2 separate regions of the Mus musculus genome follow, and region 2 is linked to region 1. The links are chromatin contacts, called in public HiChIP or PLAC-seq maps. All regions are on one chromosome and are shown on one strand. The core of a region is the stretch at or near the end of the contact, and the rest is flanking DNA. Distances in the headings are between cores, read along the strand shown. Region 1 overlaps Fbln1 (fibulin 1). Region 2 has its middle 15 kb from the start of Lncppara.

Region 1 (6,629 bases), core at 1,671-4,170:
TCCACACGTTTCCCATATACGCATTACAGTGCAATGTGTCCCAATTCTCAGCTTCAACATCTTTGACTGCAGCAGCCCAAGTTCTGTGAAAATGATCAGAAGCCTCCACGGAAGAGAGACAAAAGCGCAGAGAAAAGCAGCAGGGCCGCCCCTGTGACCATCCGCGGACGTCAATTCCATCTGTCGTCCCTGGCCAGGTCCCTCTTGAGCTCTGTGACCATAGCTTTTCACTTTAGCTACTTTCCTAAGACTCAGTATCCAAAGCTACCCAGCCTCATGACAGCTTTACAACCATACTCCATCCGAGTGGCTCTGTGGGCAGGAAAAAGGATGTACCCAGTCCCATCGGGTGCCAGAGGTAGCCCTGAACACAGGAGTAGCAAGCACTCAGAGGTCGGGACCTCAGTGTGTCCACGAGACTCATTGGTGGCTTGTGGTCCTGGCTTGCTTGGTCAGGCTCCTGGGTAGCCAGGAACAGCACAGGAGAGAAGGAAGCTACATGAGGAAAGAAAGGGCCTGAGGCAGAGAGAGAGAGACAGAGAGAGACAGAGACAGAGACAGAGACAGACAGAGAAAGAGAGACAGAGAGAGCACACTAGCACACAGAGGGTAGAAGAGACTGATTCTCACATCTTACCCACTAAAGTTCCAAACAAGCTCCCCCCTAGAGCAGGAACCTCAGGAGAGATGCCCAGTATATATATATGGGCATATATATGTATGTATGTGTATATATGCATGCAGTGTTTGTGTGCATGTATATGCATTCATACATGTTCAGTACATCTGGTATGCACGTCTAAGTGGAGACCCGAGGTTGCCGTCTGATGTCTTCTTTGATCTCTGACATATGTTATGAAGCAGGGCACCTCACTGGAACTCGGAGTATGACAATTTAGTTGGTCTACCCAGCCACCTTGTGTGGATGAATCCTCTGTCTCCATGCTGAGATTACAGGTGGGCTGCTGTGCATTTCTATGTGGGTGTTGGCGACCCGAACTCCAGTCATCAGGCTTGTATGGCAAGAGCTTTCCCTGCTGAGCCATTTCCTCAGCCCAGTTCATTTTTCTCTCTTTGGAGACCGGTCTCATTGAGCCCCAGCTGATTCTGAACTCCTGACCTTCCTGCCTCTACCTCACCAAGGCTGAGGTCACAAGCGTTCTGCCGCGGCATCTGGTTTACTCCGTCTACTAGCCTCCTTTGTAAAGATCAGGGAATTTAGAGAGCTCAGTTTCTAATGAGGAGAAAAGGGAGTTGTAAAATAGAAGTCTCTCATCTGAGATGTGCCAGGAAGTGAGTCTCTTCTCAAATGTGCCACCCCCTAACTGAGGTGAACAATGGGTGACACCTTCCCACGGGAGACTCAGGCCCCACCCCTTCCTCCACCCAACACTGCTGTTGCAAATGGTCTACAACTGAACAGGGACTATCAAAGGAGAAAGCTGTAACCAGAGAGATTCCTATATAGCTGCGATCAGGAAGCCATAACCATGAGTCCTTCATGTGCTATCTCAGGCTGTCCCCATCCGAGAGCCAAGCAACTGGCCAGAAGAACAAACTGATGAAGCCACTCAAAAGGAATTTTGTCCTCTGGTTTGTACATTGGGGAGAAGGACAATGTCCCACCACCCTTATCTCTACCACATCACAATGTGCTCACTGGACCAGCACTGAGACAGGCTTGCCATCCCTGATTATCAGGACCTGACCACGTAAGTCATCTTGGTACCACCGCACATAGGTGGCCCAACGTTGACCCAGGGCCAGAGCACTTAGAAAGGCCAGAAGCCCAGCATTTCTACACTGCAGCCCAAGTTTCTCCATTCTACCCGGCCTCCCAGACCTACAAACCATAACCACAGAGGACCCAACAGTACTGCAGGGATGTATGTGTCTTAGAATGTCTGCCCCATCCACTGGGCAGAATCTATATAGAAGAAGCAGAGGAAGGCTGTGCCCCACAATCAGGGGTCACTCTCAGGGACCCCTGAAGTCCACCCCAACATTCCATCTTATAGCTGAAGACAAGACGCTCCAAGAAACCCAAGTTAGCCTGACTCCACAGCTATGATCTTTCTAGAATGTCAGTCAAGCATGAGGCTTGGAAGAAAAACATCCCCCAGGGGGTTCACTTGGACCTCCCCCAAATCCTCAGTACAGAGGGCTCCACCTCCACCTCCCCCACCCCCATTCTCCTCTCCAGTCCCTGTTAAGGCTCTTGGTGATACACAGACAAGGACAGAAAGTGTCACCGGTAGACAGCCATCTTCCCAGGGTTGAAGCATCAGTCCCCGCCTCCCTCATCCCTGTGTCCGAATCCGGCCTGTTTTGTGGGGAATAGAGAAGCTGTAGGACAGGACAGCCGAGACCTGGCACACCAAACCCACACTGGAAGGAAAGGCACACCAATCCCAAGGATACACTATTTCAGTGTGTGCAGCTCTCAGATCTCCATCACTGCCCAATTCAGCTCCCAGTGGCATTAATTCAAGCCTGGCCAATACCATCCCACTTGCCCACCCGTCTCCACCAGGCTGGCATCCCTCCATTCTCTCAGCATGCTGTGTACTCTGTTCATTGTCTGGCACATGCTCCTAGGAGCTGGCCCAAGTGGTAGGGCATCCATGGATCAATGTTTACCCAGGAGCCCGTATACAGTCAGTCCACCAGCACTTGGTTTTTGCTAACCTTAACAACAAACTCAGTAAGCAAGGTCAAGCTGCCTACCCATGGACTCGTATGTCCTGACCCCAGCAGGGCAGCCTCCTCTTTCAGCCTGATGGCTGCACAGGAGTTAGAATTTGCCATTGCAACCACAGCCTGGCTTCTGGAATCCTCAAACCCAAGTATTTATAATGGGAAACAGAACATAGTCTCAAACCAAGGGTGCATAGCTTTCTTAGTGACTCAGGGTAGCTTTGCCCCAACAGCCAGGCTATTGCGTAACCCCTGCTCTCTTAGGGATTGGACACATTTGCAGACTCTGAGAGTAGCTTTTCCCCTCACCCAGACACAGAAAGAAACAAGGCATTGGGTGTTGCTGAGACAGGGTCTCAATATGTAGCCCAGGCTATCCCCAAGCTGGTCACCCACCTGCCTCTGCCTCTTAGTGCTGGGATTACAGGTTAGCATCATCTCATCAAGGCAGGTGATAGGTTTGTAAGGAGAAGAAAAACAAGCTCAGAGATGCGGGCAGAGTGGTAAGCAAGCAGCCCAAGGTCTGAAAGAACTCAGGGCTGCCAAGGCAGAGCAAGCCAGAAGCTGGACAGGACCACAGCAGAAAAAGCTGTCCCCAAGGTCATGGGGTGAACATCGGAGTCTGAAGCATCATCGAAAGGAAACAATGACCCCTGTGCAGGAGCAATGGCTGGCCAAGAGCCAAAGACAAGTGCAAGGTCAAGAGGTGGAAAATGCAAGCTGTCGGGCCATGTACTTGCTGAGAGCATTTCCGTGCTGTGGGAGAGGTTATCAGTCCACACTCTTGGAATGAGCTCTAGAGTGGGGCTTTCCCGGAAGCAAGGACATGAGTCTCTCTGGACAGAACTCAAATGATGGTGGTTGCTGTGAGAATCATGGCCTAAGGCCCCAGGGACACCAGAGATGTCACCGTGATGATCAGAACTTACAAGGGCACAGTTTCCAGTATAGGACACAGGATACGCCATGCTGTTCCCACACATAATTCAGTTAGACGGAATGCAGATGCCTTAGAAAGTCACCTTGAATCCTGGGTTTTGGCCAAGACTGTGAGATGGCATTGCCACCTGCTCATCTGAGTCAGCATAACTGCACACGTTCATGTTACAGATGAAGAGATTGGGGCCTATCTCCATGACAGCACGCCCACAGTCCAAGATTCATCTGCGGTCACACCCGTGGCCTCCTGATAGTCTCACTGGCCCTCGGGGGCCTGAGAACCAAGAATCAGCAGGTTCCTATAGCCCAATAGGAGAACCCTAAGAAGACCTTGTGAATCACCTGCCCATTCTCAGAGCTGGACCTTTAGGTAGCCCAACCCAGGCAGATGACAGCAGGCCCCAGGGACTTACGTGTCTGCGGAGCGGCGATAGTTCTCGGGGCATTCAAAGGACAGACAGCGGAAGCTGCCCTGGATGTTGAAGCAAGTCTCATTGATGGAACAGTTATGGATGCCGGTCACACACTCATCAATGTCTGCAGAGACCCAGAGACAGCATGGTATAGGCTAGGGTCATGAAAGTCAACCCCACCCAGAGGCAGCATGATCTAGGCTAAAGCCACGAAAACCATCCCCACCTACACAAACTGTGTGTTGACACCCTTGCCCTCTGTGGGTGTAGCATCTGGTGCAAGATCTTCTGTTTACTAGACACCAAGAGTTACCAGACTCCAGAGCACACAGTATCCCTGAGTGGGGGTGTGTAACAAGAGCAGACAGCATAAGAAGGTCCCATAAGCACTGCCTGGGAAGTGTTGTTACAATCCTCATCTTAGGGAAGGCTCACACAGCTGATGGAACCTGCCCACAGTCGCACATTCTATAAGCTTTGAACCCCATTAGGTGGGCACCAGCTAACCACCTAGCATCTTTCCATGGCTCTGAAGGAATGCCACCTGGACCTCAGGCATGACTGGTTCCATCTAGTAGGACAGGTGAGGAAACAAGACCTATAGGAACCATGCAATCCGTCTTGGGTCTCAGGGCAGTGACTAAAGTGGCCAGGCAGGGGGACCAGGCCTGGAGGTCCTCTACAGGGCCTGGGGCCTCTCAAGATGGGGGATCCCCCTCTATGATATTCCAACTTCTGGGGTCCAGAGGTATCACTGAGCCTAGGAGGCAGTTGTTGAGAAGTGTCCTGTGTTTGACTACCACTGGCAAAGGCAACCCTGGCCAATCCCAGAGAGCACGGCTTCAGGAATGTGGTCTTACGGTGTTTTTACATTTTTATTTGTGTGGGCATGTGCCACAGCATGTGTGTGGAGCTCAGAGGACAACTTGCAAAGAGCCTGTTCACTCTGCCCAGGGATTGAACTCAGGCTCTTGGCAACAAGAGCCTTAGCCAATGAGCCATTCGGTTCACCAGCCCAGAATGCGTTTTTGCTGTTTCTGGGCAGGACTTCAGGCTGTGGTGAGGAAGCTGGGCCAGGAGAGCAAAAAGCAGGACTGGGGGTGTGGGGGAGGTCCAGTCCAACCTCAGAGAAACTGAGTGTGTCCCTTCCAGAGAATGCCACAGGCCCTGCCTTTGGCTGGCCACCTTCTTTGCTGCTGCTGCTGCTGCTGCTGGTGGTGGTGGTGATGGTTGTATGCATGTGTGTGTGTGTGTGTGTGTGTGTGTATGAGGATGGGTGCATGCATGCAATCATGTATGTGTATGTGGGTGCACATGCATGAATGTGTATAGCATCAAGCATCTATTGCCCCCCACATCCTCCCCCTCCCTCGAAGACAGTATCTTTCACTAAATCTTGTGCTCAGCCCTTGGCTAGCTTGGCTGGTCACCGTCGGTCTCTGTACCCCCAGTATACAAGGGTTACTAAAGACCATCTTCATGTGCAGAACCCGGGGGTCTCTGGAGCCTCTGGACCTCCAGCTCATGGGGAGCCATGAGGAAGAGGCTGATCTCCTCAGGCAGCTCCCGGTGTGAGCCAGGGTGTACAGATAGGATCATGTGTTCACAAGCTTGTCCTCAGCGCTCTTAGTAACCAAACCGTGGCTCACACAATGCAGGGGAATCCCAGATAGTTCTTAGAAACAGGGAGCAGATATGGACAGATACTACCAGCTTTCATCCCTGAGCCCATGCCAGAGCTGACCCAAGCCCACGAAACACTCGCCATCACCAGAGTCCCCAAATACAGCGACCTCAGGATTCTCAACACCAGACCACAGTCAGCCCCTTGCAGGTGACATCTGCTCACTTCCAGGACTCAAGACTTGGTTTACAGCTTGTCTGTCCAATGACTGGGTAAGAAGCTGCACAACTAGACTAAGCTGAGGACAGGGTCCCTGGTCACTCTTCCAAGGTCTGACAAGGACAGAGCAGGAGGAGGGCTTGGGTGTTCTTACCTAACAGGACCTTCACAGAGCCCAGATAGCCCCGGGGACAGGCTAGATGCTGCACATGGGAGACCATCTGTGGTGCAGCCCCTACATCTGAGAAGCACATCTCTACCTCGACACTGTGGGACTTGTAATACCCCTGGACACCAACACAGAGAATCTGTCTCACTCACCTTGGCAGTTGCGGCCATTGGGAGCTAGCCTGTAGCCAGATGAGGGGCAGCTGCACTGGAAGCTTCCGGGGATGTTGATGCAGCGGTAGGAGCAGATGTGACCTCCAGTGGGCAGGGCACACTCATCAATATCTGCAACAGCGCAGTTACAGTTCTCCCTCAGCATCTACACCTGTGCACTGTCACAGCCGCAGCTGGACCAAGGGGTAGCCCTACGTGGCCAGGCTGGGCTGTGGAGGGCAGCCACAGAAGGCAAGCCAAGAAGAGAGTTCAGAGTCCCTGAGGCTGGGGTGGCCTCAGAGACTATCATTACAGAAGGAGAAACTGAGGCCCAGGGATGGGGTAGGACTAGTCTAGGGATATTTAGCAGGTTTGTGGTGTGAAGTACGCACAAAGAAAGGGAATGAAGAGCCATT
Region 2 (6,397 bases), core at 3,826-6,325, 440 kb before region 1:
TACCTGACAGCTAGACCTCTTCCATCTCTCCTTTCTACTTCTGGGCCCACAGTGCACAGAGTCCCCGGTTTAACGATCTTGGAACAGCTGACTGCTGCTCACAGCTACTGCAGCCTGGCTAACCTAGCCTCACCAGGGGAACATGGAACTGCCTCCCTAGGAGAGAACCCTCAGCGGCATTGAAACCCAGTAAAGCCTGACCTGCTTGGCTCCAAGAGAGGCGCTTTCACAAAAAAAGGTGCTGGGGTGCCTACAGAGCCAGCAGAAGAAACCCCCACCCATCTTTTTTATTAAATAGCATAATTTCACGTCTCTAAACAAGGTCTCTGTCCAAACTTAGAAATTCTAGGCTTCACATACAGGGACAAGTGATACAGAATGAAAAAAAATCAGCCATGGGAAATAGAAATGTTGACCAGAACTTGACAGGGGCGGGGGGGGGTGGGATACGGGGGGGGGGGGCTGAGCACCATCTTATAGGAGCAGTGGCTGAGGCTACACAAGATACCTCGGGCCTACTATGGACCCATGAAGGCATGTAGTTCCCACGCTGACAGTACAGAGCTCCTGCCTACAGCACAAGGGTAGCTCTAAGGGACCTGGCTCCACCCTGAGTAACACGGAAATGCACCTGGATGGGCACAGTGGGAAAGTTCTTATGGCTGCTCAAGGGGGACCCTAGATTTGCCCAGTTCCCTCCAACTTCATACATGTGCTCACAGACTTCCTCTTGTCATTCAATTGCTCCTGTGTCTTTTCACCTACTCTGCCTGTGGCAGTTGTGGAACTGCAAAGCCAAGGACAGGGGTGTTCCCCAAATGTTACACTATCTGCCAATAAGGACCTCTGAATAAATCACAGAGGTACACTACTCTCTCTCAGGCTGATGACCCTCCCAAAGCTGTCCCTCTGTCCCTTAACGTTTATGTTCTGTGTGGCAGGGCCACATTTGTTAATGGTTCATGGGCCATCAAAGTTAGTGCTGAATCTGTCAGACCAAGCACCAGGCAGAAGGTCCTGGTGGTCTGGCCCAGTCCTACCTCAACCTCATTCCTACCTGGGCTCACAACCACAATTAGGCGTACACAGGATTCAGAGGGGTCATGATATCCATCTAGGCTGGCAGAACAACTGTCCCTGGGAGAGAGCTTGGGCTCCATCCAAAGCCAAGGAGCCGAACGGAATCTTCCAGGCTGCATGGCCTTCAGGAACCTGTTTACTCTGAGCCAGTACATACAATATACTTTGGTATATTAAGAAGGTCATTTAAACCTGCTACACCCATGGACTATATAGGCAGATTATAAAGCAAATTGGATATGTGCTTCCCATCCCCCCGCCAGCATCTTTCGGTGGAGTGCCCCACAGGCAACCGCTCACTCCCACTAGTGTCCAGTGGATTCTACAGATCAAGCCACCACCAGATACAAAGCCATCTGCATACCTACCTGGGATGCTTAGGTAAGGTTCACAAAAGATGCCAGTGTCTGCGACATAACAGTCAGTCCTGGCTTCATTTTAGGTGTTGTTTTCAGATAAAGGACTTAGAACATCCCAGCACATGTGAGTCCTGCCCTAAACTGACACCACTGCTGTGGTCATCAGCTATCTAGACAAGGGGGATCCTGTCCTCGTATAGAGCCCCTATGGTGCCCGCAAATTGTCTCTGCTTCTGTTAAGAGCCTGGCTGCCTGCTGGTGGACGGTGCTACTTCACGCACGTTTTGGCAATGCCTCTGTTTTGAGGACAAACATGTAGTGGTTAATTTAGGCGGGGTCAGTTTATCTCTGGGCAGATGGTTAATTGTATCACTTCAATATTTTCCTTCCAGTGCAAAAGGAACAACATTCATGAGTCAGAAATCTGAGGCCCAGAGGGAAAAAGCAAGCAGAAGCCAATAGCCCTCTGTCTGGCCCGGCATACAACCCAGCTCTTCGTGTGCACATGTGTGCATGTGTCCGTCTGTCCCCACACCATAGTGGTTCCCATGTGCCAGAAGCCTGCTGGGCTGTGTTGGGCACTGCCTGCGTTTGGCCACAGAGCTGAAGCATCAGGCCTGGGGAAGTGGGTGGTTGGCTCCTAGTTTCTCACTAGACAACAGATACCTGCAACGTTGTGCGTGAGTCCTCCTGGTCTCTAGGGAGACTTCAGAAGCAGGGTCCCAGGTTGAAGCCAAGGAATGCTTACAAGACAGCTGCCTCAAACCTGGAATCTGGAACCTTCCAGGGACCCACTGACATCAGAGTTAAAGTGAGGGAGACAGAGAAGGTGGGGGCCAAGGTTGATAAGGAATGGGTCCCTGGGTGTACAGCTCTTCCCTACTGGTCAACAATGAGTTCAGGGGCACACCTGTTATATAGCTATGATCAAGTGACAGTACACCCACTTCACTGGACAAAATCATATTAAATATGTCGATCACAGACTCCAGAAGGTGAATGGCAAACACAAAGATGGGAGACAAGGTTGCTGCAGTGGGACTGTCCTCTCAGGAACTCTCAGGCCTGTGGTTCTGTGCTCATGATACTGGAGCGAGTCCATGGGAGAGATCCATACACGGAGGCATAGGGGACCTTCCCTCCAGTGCCTTCGCTCTCAGAGTGTTTCCCTAAAATACACCTGAGCCAGCTTGTGAGGAGCCATACGTGGTTATAGCCATCCTGCGCCAGGAGCTCTCAGTGTAGACACTGGTGAAAGGACCATCAGGGTTGTAAGCCCACAGTGTAGGAGCTGAGCAGAAGGCTAGGGGGGCGCTTCTAGGTGGTGACAAGGAATCCTAATAAAATAAAAGAGCGTGGAGACATAAGGCTTGTCGGGGGTTCCACTAACAGGGTGTGGTAGCATACACCTTTAATTCCAGGACTCCAGGAGCAGAAGCAGGTGGGTCTCTGTGAGTTCAAGGCCTACCTGGTCTACACAGCAAGTTCCAGGCTAGCTGAGGCTACACTGTGAGACCCTGTTTCAAAACAAACAACAATAAATGTCTCACAACGGAGATTGTGACGAGAACCCTCTTTTAGGTGGGAAGGTCAGGCTTTTTGGCTCTGTCCACTAAGGTCCCTGCAGCTGCGAACAGGGTACAGGCTAAGGGATATTCTGTAAGTGCCTGATCTCATAGCCCCTTTTCTTTGGTCTAGACAACAGAGCTGGGTAGGGTCAGATGTCTGAGCCCAGCACAATAAAGCCTGGTCCCCTTCACGGTGACTCCTGCCCAGAGCCTACTTGGAGCCCAACTCTAGGAAACAACATAAAGGCTGGGCGTGGGGCCATGCCCACTGCTTCTCTGCTTTCCCCACTGCTGGCCTCTAGGGCATATGGGGGGGGGGGCAGAGGACAGGTGGTAGGGGCAGTCAGAGGAGCCAGTCGGCCTGGCGGTAAATCATCAGGCTATGCTTTATAATTATCTGGGTACTTAAGCTCCTCTATCTCGTCTCTCCCTTCCCTGGGGAGATTTCCTTCATTTCCTATGCTTTCCCAGTCTCCTGGATGTCTAAATCAAGCCGGACCAGGCCCAGCACTCTGCTCTACCCAGCTCCCTCGGCCTACAGCTACGAGGTGGTGTGTTTGCATGTTGCACAGTAGCTATCAGAAGAGGATCCGTCCTCATCGAAGTTTCCTCCCCAGCTGGGAAGGAAAGCTAAAAAATGTTACCACACCCAGCCTTGGAGTCACAGAGACAGAATCTTCATGCCCTACTTTCCCTGACAGAGGGATGGGCAGTGAGCCTGAGAGACCTAGGGGTAGGAGACCGCCACGGCACTTGAATCAGGAACGAATCAGAGAAAATGTGAAGACAGGTGCCTCAGTACCTGGGCAGCAGCAACTAGAATGCAGCAGCAACTGGGATGCGGGGCCTGTTTGGTTCATGAGGTCCCCATGCTGGTCCCACTTAGATCCTACCTGCTGCATGTATCCAGCTCTGGCCCCTCTTTTCCTCTAGCTTTCACACCGAGTCTGGGTCGCTGTCCCCATTTTGCAGATGCAAACAGTGAGGCACTGAAGGCAATGCAAGCGGCTTCCCATTTGGAGGCTGCTCAAAAGGTGCTCCCCGCCCCCAGAGCCAGTGCCAGTGTCAGTGCCAGCGCATACATCCATATTCTCTTCCTGATTCCATGAAGGAGGAGGGTGGTGCACTACCATGCCACCCGCGTAAAGGCCAGGTTGAAGCTGCCACAGACACATATAGCCCTCAGGTGAACTTTGCAAAGCCACCATGTATGTATCCCTTTCCCAGGCCTCCCTAGGGATGAACACACGGGAGGTTTTTTTTTGTTTTGTTTTTTTTTGTTTTTTGTTTTTTTTAAGTAGGATCTCATCCTAGGCCTAGGTTTCTGACCTCTGGAAACCTCTTTGGTCGTTTGCAGAGCCCTCTGGCAGGCCTGGAGCTTCCTGTCGCTGCATTCATAGCTAGGTCACTGGGTGCCAAACAGATGCTAAGGGCTCTGGCTGGCTTGTGTGCGGCCTCTCCAACCACCGTCTCAGACACATTCCACAACCAAGATTCCTTCAAAACCCCCTTCTCTGAAAGCAAACAAAACCGCAGCCTGGGAGCCCAGAGGAGCTCACACTGCTGTGGCTCCGTTTTTTCTTTCTTCTTTCTTCCTTTCCCACCCTCCCTACTTAAATACTACTACAAGGGACATAGAAACCTGCTAACCCTCTCATGTTGAGGATGGGTAAACCGAGGCCCAGAGACTGGAAAAAGGGGTCTAAGGTCCCATAGGTTCTACGATTGGGTGGGAGTTCTGGAATCCAGGCAGGACTGACTTGGGCACATAGCTTCTTTAAGACACAAAATCTGTGTGGTGGTGGTTTTCGGTCAGTCCCAACACCATAACTGGCCCAAAGCATCCCTAGTGATTGGCTGGGCCCTGAACCCACCTGATACTTCCCTGATGTAAGCTGGCTAGTGTGGGCAGGGCTGGGACCCTTGAGCTCCCTGGCACAGACTGAGTGGTGCTCAGCAAATGCAGGAGGAAGTCTCTGGGGAGGCCTAGAAGCTCAGGGGCAGGGCTCCAGAAAAGCAGGCTGCTCTAATGGAAACCAGTCAGTGGCTAACTCCCCCCCCCTGACTTTGGTTTCCATGGGGACAGGATAGGAGGTGGAGCTCTGGCGTGGCTGCTGCAGCAGATGTGGCCTGTTCAGGGCTGGTGGGGGTGGGGGGGTGGGGGTGGCGCCTGGCAGGGAGCCCTGGGACGTGGCAGGAGTAAGACTGGGCGCAGGGCCCTGCAGCCATAGCTATGGTGGTCAGCTTTAGGGAAGAGCCCAGGGCTGTCGGTCCACCACCTCCAGGAAGTCTCCTGGATTCCTCAGGTGCTCTCAACCCACGACCCAAGCCTCCTCCAAAGGGAGTAGGCCCACGGGCATCTCAGTGGGAGCCTGGCCTTCCTGAAGATATCTGCATTAGTCATGCCAGCCATGTGGATGCTCTGTGTGCCTCAGGCCTGCTGGTACTTGTAAAGTGGGGGGAGTTGGGGAGCGAGACAGGGATCACCACCACATGGTCCTCTACTGTTCTCTCGATGGTACCGATGGCTCTCCTCCCACAGGCACACTTGGCCTGGTGTGCTACGGGGCCTACAACCTGAGTGATGGAGGCCTAAAGAATCAAAGGAGCTCCATACCATTGTGATATGCAAGAGACTCTGTGGGCTTGGGGGACACAAGCCCCCAACGTGGGCCACACCAACTAATGCAGCTGGGTGGGACTCTTAGAAGTCCCCCTTGCTCTGTGCTTTGACACACTTACCACGGAGAACTAGCCTTTTATGAGCCCATCATGACCTGGGACACAGCATCCAGGCTCCCAGTTCTAAGTAGCTCCCTGCCTCAGGACTATGGGAAACAATGGGGACACCAGGCTCCCTCCTCATCTCTTGCTGCTACCCTGAGTGTGGTCCACAGCACATCAGACCACATAGGTATAGAAACCCTGAGCCAGGGAAGTATCCTAGACCCCCAGAAAACTCAGAGCTGCAGACTCCAGCAGAGAGGTGATGGTAGCTCTGTCAGAGAGGTCTCCAGCAACCCCAAACCTCCATGGCCTAGACCCTCAGGACAACTCCTTTTTATTGCAGCAGAACTCCAGGCCAAAGGAAAGATCCTTACTGGTGTTGGGTGTCTGAGGAGAAACCGGCCAAAGTCAGCCTCTAACAGGCAGGAAATAAACGGGAGTCCAACGCCAGACTCTGGCTGTGGGAAAGCTCTCCAGCCTCTCTGTACCTTGACCTGCTTATATAGAAAAGTTAGCACCCAGCGCTCACTAGACAGGGGGGTTCTCTCTCGAGGGCAAGAACTATGCTCTATTTATTCTGCAGTCTAATGCATTCAGCATGGGCTCCGGTCAGACATCAAGACAAGACAGAATTGGAGACATTAAAATGAATGTGGAGATTGT

What was found. HiChIP or PLAC-seq counts read pairs in DNA pulled down with a chosen protein or histone mark.
Region 2: an H3K27ac HiChIP or PLAC-seq map of embryonic fibroblasts shows a contact between it and region 1, with 8 times the contacts expected there. The contact joins two enhancer-like sites. A contact is called at or near these places in 2 of 115 datasets of contacts at active chromatin or transcription factors (embryonic fibroblasts and large pre-B cells).

Annotation. Positions count from the first base shown.
Region 1 is chr15:85,241,727-85,248,355 of GRCm38.p6, reverse strand. Fbln1 (fibulin 1) reads right to left here. Exons shown (of 17, transcript NM_010180.2): 13 at 6,214-6,345; 14 at 4,050-4,173. Among named protein-coding and RNA genes, the nearest start is that of Fbln1, 39 kb to the right of the region's middle. Within about 2 kb of position 2,920, at least 46 of the 459 cell types and tissues checked have an H3K27ac peak or open chromatin away from gene starts, as enhancers often do. A contact at or near this core is called in embryonic fibroblasts, where this site is marked.
Region 2 is chr15:85,685,844-85,692,240 of GRCm38.p6, reverse strand. No RefSeq gene overlaps it. Among named protein-coding and RNA genes, the nearest start is that of Lncppara, 15 kb to the left of the region's middle. Within about 2 kb of position 5,075, at least 139 of the 459 cell types and tissues checked have an H3K27ac peak or open chromatin away from gene starts, as enhancers often do. A contact at or near this core is called in embryonic fibroblasts, where this site is marked.